2 separate regions of the Mus musculus genome follow, and region 2 is linked to region 1. The links are chromatin contacts, called in public Hi-C maps. All regions are on one chromosome and are shown on one strand. Each heading gives the region's core, a stretch centred on a gene start, on an enhancer-like site or on the middle of the called end of the contact. The rest is flanking DNA. Distances are from core to core; before and after follow the strand shown.

Region 1 (4,492 bases), core at 1,104-3,603:
CCAGAGACTACCAATATCCTTCAGGGCTTCAACATAATACATACACATACACACACACACACACACACACACACACACACACACACACACTCACATACACACACACACACACACACACACACACACACACACACACACACACACACACACACACACAGACTCTCCACTCTGGGATGGAGGCTGAGATTAGATTTCATTCCCTCCTCAGCATCTTTTTTTTATATATCATACTTTTTTTTTAATTACGTATTTTCCTCAATTACATTTCCAATGCTATCCCAAAAGTCCCCCATACCCTCCCCCCCACTTCCCTACCCACCCATTCCCATTTTGTTGGCCCTGGCGTTCCCCTGTACTGGGGCATATAAAGTTTGCGTGTCCAATGGGCCTCTCTTTCCAGTGATGGCTCAGCATCTTTTCTAAGCTAACAGGTACCTGTCCTTGCTCACCTGTCTGGCTCTCACCTGCCTGATCTGTCTGTATCATTTTTAAAAGGTCCTCCATCATGTTTGTTTGTTTGTTTGTTAACACCTTGATGAATGACGTGCTGACTTCCCTTAAGATGTGCCAGATATACCATCTGAGATGCAAAGATATGCTATTTTGGGGATAAATATGTTAATCTTTACCCAGAGGCATCCAAGACATCTGATGACAGCTTTCGCTTGTTCACTTCAAAAGAACAAGTGTGCCCATGTTTCACGGAGCCCTAGAAGCTGCTTCCATGGGAATGCAACCACTGACGAACCAAGAGAGGGCACATTCAACATCAAACTTGACCCAGGAAAACCTGCCAGGATTAGGGGGATGTCTTAGAGATAGTTGTATAGTCATGGTGTTTGAGACTGGTTGTCACCAAGTAGACCATGCTATCCTTGAACTTGAAGTTCCTTAAACTACAGAGCTCACCATCGTCCCCAGCACTGGCATGGGTTCCAATCCTGCTCTTCTATTGACAGCTATGGGATGTCAGATGCATCGTTCAACCTCCTCAGCTCAGTTTTCACATAAGTGAAGTGGAGAGAGAGCCCTATATGTATATCATAAGGTTTTGGTGAGGATTAAATGAGATTCATGTATAACCTGCGTTCAGTACAAGTCTTTTACAGGAGCTCACTCATCGTCATGTATTACAATTATTTAGTCTTTTTAAAAAATCATATTCTGAGATAAGTCATTTTTAGTCTTATTAAAAAAAAGAACAGAAGGAAATGGACTTCGTTCGACTCAGAAAGGGATGGTGAGTCACTGAGAGTGTTTCAGGCTCAGGGACGACATGATAAGATCTATGCTCCGAGAAGATTAATTTGTCTGCAGCTCGTAGGCTGACCTGCAAGAAGAGGGTACTGAGGTAGGTCTGTCAGGCAGGAGACTGACGTAAGTGTTCCAGCCGCTCAGTACAACATGGCAGCCACCAGCCACATGGGATCATTTAAATAGGAATCAATGAGAATTAAATGAAAAGTAAAGAATTCAGTTCTTCCTGTACAATAGCCAGACTTCACATCCTCAGCAGCCAGTGACCAGGGGCTGCTAGCAGGGAGAGCACACATTTCCATTCTTCCAGTAAGTTCTGTCAGACAGCGCTGGCCAAAAGTGGTGGTTCTCATACCTCAGGAGCCTCAGAATAAGCTGGAAGTTTTGTTACAGTAACGGAACACTCAGTTTGGTCTTTACTTCAAGAGGTCTGGGTGGTGTCTGTTGCCTATTAGCCTGCTGCAGTTTTGTGGACAATAGATGGAGAAACCACTTCTCAGTCTATGGGCTGGGAGAGAGAGGATCTTTCATCACACATAGGAAAGTACACGTCTCGGCTGTTTGCTCTAGCTCTGCCCCTGTCAGGTTTGGATCCAGCCTCTCTCTAGGACTGAGCGTCTGGGACCAGTCCTGGGGTTTTGTATTAGGGCAAGGTGTGCATGGGAGCTCGCTGTGGATTTTTGTGTTTGTTTTTGTTTTGAGACTCAGGTGTTCCCAGGCTGGCCTCCAACTTACTCTTGTAGTCAGGATAGCCTTGAACTCCCCATCCCCCTGCCTCTCCCTCCCAGGTGCTGGGAATTCAGGTGTGCACCACCACACCTCCTTCATGCTAGGGACTTGTTAGGCAGGCACCTTCCTAACCCAGCTCCATCCCCAGCCCTGCAGCTGCTGCAGTGGAAGCCAGTGCTGAAAGCAAGTATAAGTCAGAGCTTGGGCACCAGAGGGGTGCATCACAGAGCAGAGAAGGGACTGTCGCTCCCTGTCACCCTGCAGTTCACCTTCTGAGCCGTGGCTGGGGAAGAAGGAGGGGACAGAAGCTTTGAGGACCAAAAAGTCAAGGATTTGCTGCCTTTGTTCTTCCGTCACACCTGACAACTCTCTCCCTGAGGCAAGAGGAGATGACTCATGTCTAGCTGCAGGGCCTGGGTGGCGGGAAGAGCCTCGGGGCACAAGTGACAAAATCCAGTAAAGTGGGAATTGGGGAAACAAATCATTTAAAGCCATAGCCTATTATATATAGAGTCACTGTGTGCTGAAGGAAGAAACATCCTAGGGCTTGCTCTCTGTGAGCCAGAGATGGTATCTCAGGTGGGTCGGCTCTGCAGGGCATCCCTTTCCTTCTGAGCATTCTAGCCAGGCAGGGATGGGGGTGGGGTCTGTGCTAGAATGCACTTTATCTCTGCCATGCAAGCTTTTTGGAGATGAGCATCAGATTTATATCAGTGTCTGGTTAGGCATTCTTCCAAAAACCACCACCAGTATTTCTCCAGTAGGTAGCAAGTAGCTGTGACCTTCTTGGGGTGGCTGTTCTTGAAGTCCCACCAGTTTTCCCAGGATGCTCCCACATCATAGACATCCCCAGAGCTCAGTGTCTAAATGCCTAGGTATGTCAGAGGTTCCCCAGAATCCTCTTGCAATGATGAGGATGACATGGCCAGATGGTATCTTAACTCTTTGCTTGAGTGGTTTGGAAGTGTCTTTTGAATGAAACATGTGTATCTCTGCACATGTGTGTATGTCCAGTGGCAAAGAATAGGGGCCGTGTGGGGAGAGTTCAAAAGGTGCTAATCATGAATGGCTTTGAGATATGAACAGCTCAGAAAATTAGACAATGGGAATGGCAACTTCCCTTAGACTAGGCTCTTTACTTTATCATCCACACATGTTCCTCTGTCATGTACTTATCTATCCATCTGTCTGTCCATCGATCCATCCATCCATCCACCCCCCCACCCACCCATTCACCTATCCATATACTCATCTACTTATTGATTCATTCTTCCATCCAATCACCCACCCATCCCTCCATGTATCTACCCATTCAGCTATCAACCCATCCATCATGCAAACACTGAGCCATTCATATGTACATCCATCTGTGCAAACATCTATCACTCTACCTATCTACCCACCCAGCCACCCAGCCACTGGTCTGTCTTCCTACCCATCTGTCCATCTGTCCATTTACCCATTGATCCATGCACACACACAGCCCCAACATCTAACTATCGCTCTGTCATGCATTTATGATAAATGGGTTTACCAGGAACATTTCCCTCTTTTTCATGGCTTCTGCGCTACCGAGGATATTTGACAGTATATAACACGGAGACATTTCTCTGCTGGGACTCCTTCAACAGATTGTTTCTTACCCCATCGCCTCTGTACAACAGTAGAAGAAACAGAAAACTTATCTTCCTGTGACAGCTCTTTCCTCCGACTGCCTGGGGAACATGACTTGAGCATGTGGCTGTCAGGTTCTCAAAAATCCTTTGAGTTCCATGACTCAGTGATGTGGTTAATGTAGATAGGACTCTTCTATCAAAACGGGGAGCCCATTGAAGAAATGAGAAAATATGCACTGTTTCTCCAGAGAAGGGAAGCAAGACTGCCTTCCTCAGAGCTGGGGAGGCTTCTGTCCCAAGTGTCTGGAAATTAAACCCATCACTTAGTGATCACAGTGAGCAGATTGTGTGGCTTCTGGCTTTTGCTGCTTGGGCTGTGCAAAGCTACTGTGAACAGTTTTGATTGAATGTCCAAATTAAGCTGCCAAGTAGCAACTCTGCAGCTCCAGGGACCCCATGTTAGTATTTATGTCACATCTTTAGAAATAATCACATTCGAAACAGAGCCCAGAGCCATGTCATCTGCCTCTGCAGCGAAGGGACTGGGGGCTGCTTGCTACATCTACTCAGGACCTAGGCAAAGACAGGGCCTCATGGGCACCTCATCTTGGTTCCTTTCTTGAGGGTGTGAATGAGGAAGCATTAAGTCTTGTTTGTCCCTGTTCTCCCTCAACAGGGGACAGGAGGGAGGCGTTCTCTAAACAAGAAGAGGCAAAGCTGACTTTTTGTCTGCTCAATTCCCAGAACAGATGTCCTCAGTATACAGAAAGACCCTCAGGGCTAGCCTAGGGAACAGATGTTCATGGGGAGGGGTTCTCTGGTCTGACAAGTTTCTCTTTTGTCTCCATTTAGCCTCACATGCTCTGTCCTATTCAAAGTGACAAACATTA
Region 2 (4,492 bases), core at 503-3,002, 100 kb after region 1:
AAAAGGGCCCAGAGTTGACACAGCAGGGTTGCATAGGAATCAGAAGCTGGGGGAGAAAGCTCGTGAGCTGGAGAAGAAGGGCAAGGTGAGAAGTGCAGATACTGACGGAGCCTGGAGGCCAGCACGTGCCATGTGCTCTGTATGCTAAGAGGTATCACAGTTGGCCATTTTGTGTCAGGTTGGGTTTCTTTTGGACCTGACACAGATCTATCTATCTCTCTCTCTCTCTCTCTCTCTCTCTCTCTCTCTCTCTCTCTCTCTCTCTCTCTCTCTCTCTCCCTCTCTCAGTTTGATACAGAATCTCCTAATAGCAATCCTCCTGTCTCAGCTTATGAAGTGCTAGGAATACAAGCATATACTACACCTCCTGGCTCCTATTTCTCTTAAAAGCCAAAATTTTGGAGCTAGGCTAAGTGAATCTCACCTGTAACTATAAGTCCTTGTGTTTGTCTGAGTTCTCCGAGTATCATTTGCTTCACCATTTCAAGAGGGAAAAGAAATAGACTCCCCTCCTTGGGTTACTGTGACAGTCGGGTAGAGTCATGCCTGTAAGAAAAGAAGGAGCAGAGAACACTGAGTTTGTGGGACTTTGACTCCTTGGAAGATAAAGCACACACAGAAAGCGTGTGCCTGTGGCGGGGTCCACGGGGCATCCTGTAAGCAGAATTCATGTCAAATGCACTGCTGAACTGCTGGGTTCTGCCTTTACCCACTGTCAGCCAGTCCTAGGTAAAACTGGAGGCGTGGAGTCAGCTCCACAGTTCATTCTTTCCTGTTCCTTTGCCCTCGTCCTTCTCTTTCTGAATCAGCAACTCCCCCAGATTTCCTCTCTGTTCACATGCTAGCATCTTGCGATCAGAGATCCTCGTTGCTACTTTAGGTTCATTTCTAAGACCAAGCCTATTTGGTGGCTACACTTCAGAGCATATCTATTCATCTTGTTTTTTAGCACTGGCTCACAGACCCAAAGATGGAGGGTTTTGATAATTAAGTAATTTAAACAGAACACCAGAGAAACCTCAGCAGAGCGGAGGGAGCTTTGATACAGGGAACGAGCTGGGCTAGCTTTGGACTATTTAATGAGCTTTCTGAAAGTAATTACTTGAAACTTGGGTCCATTTGACTAATATTTTTCTTCTTCTTCTTCTTTTTTAATTTTCACAAGTGCTTTGCTGAGAAATGCAAATGGCATCTGAATGAACATATCCTTCGAGTTGGTCAAATGTCAGCGTTCCTTACGACAGGAGAAAGGGGTTTGAACATGTAGAAACTGGCCCCACTGGGGGCACCAGTAATTACATAATGCTCATTCTTGAACCCAAATGACAGGCTGTGACATTTTTAATGTGACGCTCAAGGCCATATTTGAGGTTTAGTTTGATTCTCCCTGAGGGACTTTGCTCTGGGGTGGGTATCATTTTGGTCTTTGCTCCTACAGAGATCTGGCTAAAAAACTGTCCCTGGGAAGAAACTCAGACAGTAAGACTGGTTGGTTGACAGTCTGCCCTGACTTTGCTAAGTCATTGGAATAATAATATCTCAGCAGCACTCATTTCCTGGTCTACAATCTGCTCAATGCTTTTCTTTCCTTTTTAGCTAATGACCAAACACCCAGGCAAGCGCCTGGGTTGTGGGCCTGAAGGGGAACGAGACATTAAGGAGCATGCGTTTTTCCGGTATATTGACTGGGAGAAACTCGAACGCAAGGAGATTCAGCCACCTTATAAACCAAAAGCTGTAAGTAGACCTCTCCGCGGCTGGCCGCTCCTTGGACACAACACGCTCTTTCTTTGGTGTGTGCATGCTCTGAATGCTCTAGAGGTGTGGACATCAAAGCATCGACCTGAATATGTCTGTAGCTACCTCTCCCTGTGTGCGCCAAGCCCCTGGATACCAAACGGCAATTATTGCAAAGCCAGGCCCCTGTACGTAAGGGAGAGACAATTGATATGGAGCTGTTGCTGCTGCTGCTGCTGCTTTGATTCAATTACTGTAACTGTCTGAGCCGCCACCTTGGGGGAGGGGGAGGGGTAGGAGGGATGGAGGGGATGGTTCCTGGGTGAGCAGAGTCCAGACTTAACTTCTGAATTGTGATGAAGAATCTAATTTTGCCCTCCTTCCTTCCTCAGTTCAACTGTGTCATTTTCTCTTCAGATTGACATTGAAAAGGTCATGTTGTTTATCTCAATGGTATTTAAATTGAATTCTGAAACCTACAGTACTACCTCTGAGTCCGTAACTGAGAATGGTTCACCAGCCAGCCCTTTCCCCAGGTCAAGAAGAAAGAGTCAGACCCGCAGACCTCCATGAGGTTGGGGTGTAGACAAGTATATCATTGTTGTGATGTCAGAATAAATGCTTCCCATTCCCCTACAGTTGCTGGGGGAAAAAATTGCAGCCCTAAAGACCCAGCAGGGTCCTTGCCAGCTTCTTGCAAGGGGGAGGAGGGGGAGTTTGTGCCTGGGTGAATTAGAATGGTGATTTTATAAGGTGGATGTTTCTTTGTTGATGTTAAGTACAGCCCAGACCTGGTGACTTTATTATGTGTTGTGAAACTACTGACTGAGGCTGTAAAGGGAACATAAACATTGTGATTGAAACTTGAAGTCGTGAGGGTATCAGTGTTCAGAAGAGAAAGGTGATGATGATAGCTATTTTGGTGCGATAATTGTTCATTTCATGAGCATTTATTATGTGCTAGGTGCCATGTTGAGCATTTCATTTACAGCATCTAATTAAACCCTCACAACAGTGTACAAGGTGGGAGCTATTATTCTGGCATGTGGGAGATGAAAGGGGAGACTTAGAGAGGTTCAGGCACTTTGACCAGTCACCCAGCGGCTGAGGTATGGGGTGAAGGGAGAATCCATGTTGTGAAGAGTCCCACTCCATTGGAAGCTTTCTATGTCCAGGGAAAAGGACAGGAGTATGAGAAAATCTCTCAGGTGATTCTCAGCACTCTGCAGAACTGCCCCATCTCTGCTGCACCCCTGCTGAGCCTCATTCTGGATATATCTGAGTGCTAAGAAGCCAGCTCCAATGGACAAGCCAGTTCTGCTGTTGAACATTCCAGATTAATACCAAATCAATCTTCCTAGAAAGTCCAGCAGAGACACACTCTCTCTGGATCCTTCTGGAAATGTGTGGGATTATATCTGGTTTAAACCCCTCCTGAGAGCACAACCATATGACATCACTTTTGAGTGTCATTATCATTCATCTTAAAACAAAGACACAGGCTGGAGCATGGCATTCCTAATAGCATCTGACCATCAGCAAGTAGACTCTGTCGCTTGACTATTACAGAGCCTGTGCGCTTTGACTAGTCTCTGACCTAATTACTTTTTCATCTCTGTATTGTAGCAAGGTAATGGTTTCTGCATCAGAGGATCAGTGTGAAAGAGAAAGCACTTGGGAGGAGCTTAGTTCATGACAAATTCTCAAGGAGTGTTGATTATGGTGGTCAGTGATGTCATTGAGTGGTTAGTGTTTTGGGTTTAGGGTCTTTGAAGGGCCAAGTTAGAAGTACTGTTTCTTAAAGGAAGTGTCTGTGCTCGGTGCTGGAGAGGATGGAGCTACGTGTCCTTGGCAGTACAGTTGCCTTTACTGAACCCTTTGGGAATAAATCAAAAGGTAACTTGGAAGGGATGAGCAGGCTCTTTGTTCTGGAAACTGATGACTCAGAGGTAAGACAATGACCCACTAGAGTATATGTGTGTATGTGTGTGTGTGCGCGCGCATATGTGTGTGAGTGTGGGCGTGTTTGTTTAAATGCTGAGGTGTGCACATGTATGTGTGCATATGTGTGTATGTGTGTGCCTGTATGTATTTATGCATGTTTATGCATAGGTGTATGCGTGTGTGTATGAGTGTATGTGTGAGTGGGTGTTTGTTTAAATGGTGAGGATGTGTGTGTGTGTGTGTGTGTGTGTGTGTGTTTAGATGTTGAGGTGTGTATGTGAGTGTGCATATTTGTGTACAGAAGGTGTGTATGTGCATGTGGAGGCCCGAAGCTGACTTCTGGATTGTTCCTTGATCATTTTTCACCGTGTTCACTATGCCAGGGTCTCTCAGTAAAAACCCAGATCACTAACAGAACTGGTCTGGTTAACCAGGTTGATCTGAGCATCCTATCCCAGCCTTCGTAACTCTGGAATTGCAGATGGACTGCCACATGAATCCAGAATTTGTGTGGCTTCTGGCGATTCAAGCTCTTCCAGCCTTTCTGCATGTGTGGCAAGCATTTATCCCTGCAATCTTTCTCTCAGCGCACCCCTCCACTTAGGTTTTGCAAAGCTATTTATAAGGTCTCAAAACATGAGCCTATCCTTTTCTTACTTTGCCCATGTTCATTCACACTGAAGCCACTGGACTTTAGGAGCTTTTGTTAGAGTTGTACACCAGTGGGTTTCAAATGGTATTCCCAGACGAGCAGTGACAGCTTCCATCTGAGCCATGTTCAAAATAAACTGCTAGGACTCAACCCTAGACA

Evidence for each region. A called contact is a pair of places that touch in the nucleus more often than the background predicts.
Region 2: a contact with region 1 is called in a Hi-C map of the N1E-115 cell line, with 2.4 times the contacts expected there. The contact joins two enhancer-like sites. A contact is called at or near these places in 4 of 484 Hi-C or Micro-C datasets (the HPC-7 cell line, the N1E-115 cell line, embryonic fibroblasts and 1 more), 1 of 115 datasets of contacts at active chromatin or transcription factors (embryonic basal ganglia) and 3 of 9 other capture datasets (adipose tissue, embryonic stem cells and liver).

The regions. Positions count from the first base shown.
Region 1 is chr7:122,496,323-122,500,814 of GRCm38.p6, forward strand. All of the region lies in intron 5 of Prkcb (protein kinase C, beta), which reads left to right. Among named protein-coding and RNA genes, the nearest start is that of Cacng3, 170 kb to the right of the region's middle. Within about 2 kb of position 2,354, at least 14 of the 459 cell types and tissues checked have an H3K27ac peak or open chromatin away from gene starts, as enhancers often do. A contact at or near this core is called in the N1E-115 cell line, where this site is marked.
Region 2 is chr7:122,599,094-122,603,585 of GRCm38.p6, forward strand. Prkcb (protein kinase C, beta) reads left to right here. Exons shown (of 17, transcript NM_008855.2): 16 at 1,597-1,737. Among named protein-coding and RNA genes, the nearest start is that of Cacng3, 70 kb to the right of the region's middle. Within about 2 kb of position 1,753, at least 5 of the 459 cell types and tissues checked have an H3K27ac peak or open chromatin away from gene starts, as enhancers often do. A contact at or near this core is called in the N1E-115 cell line, where this site is marked.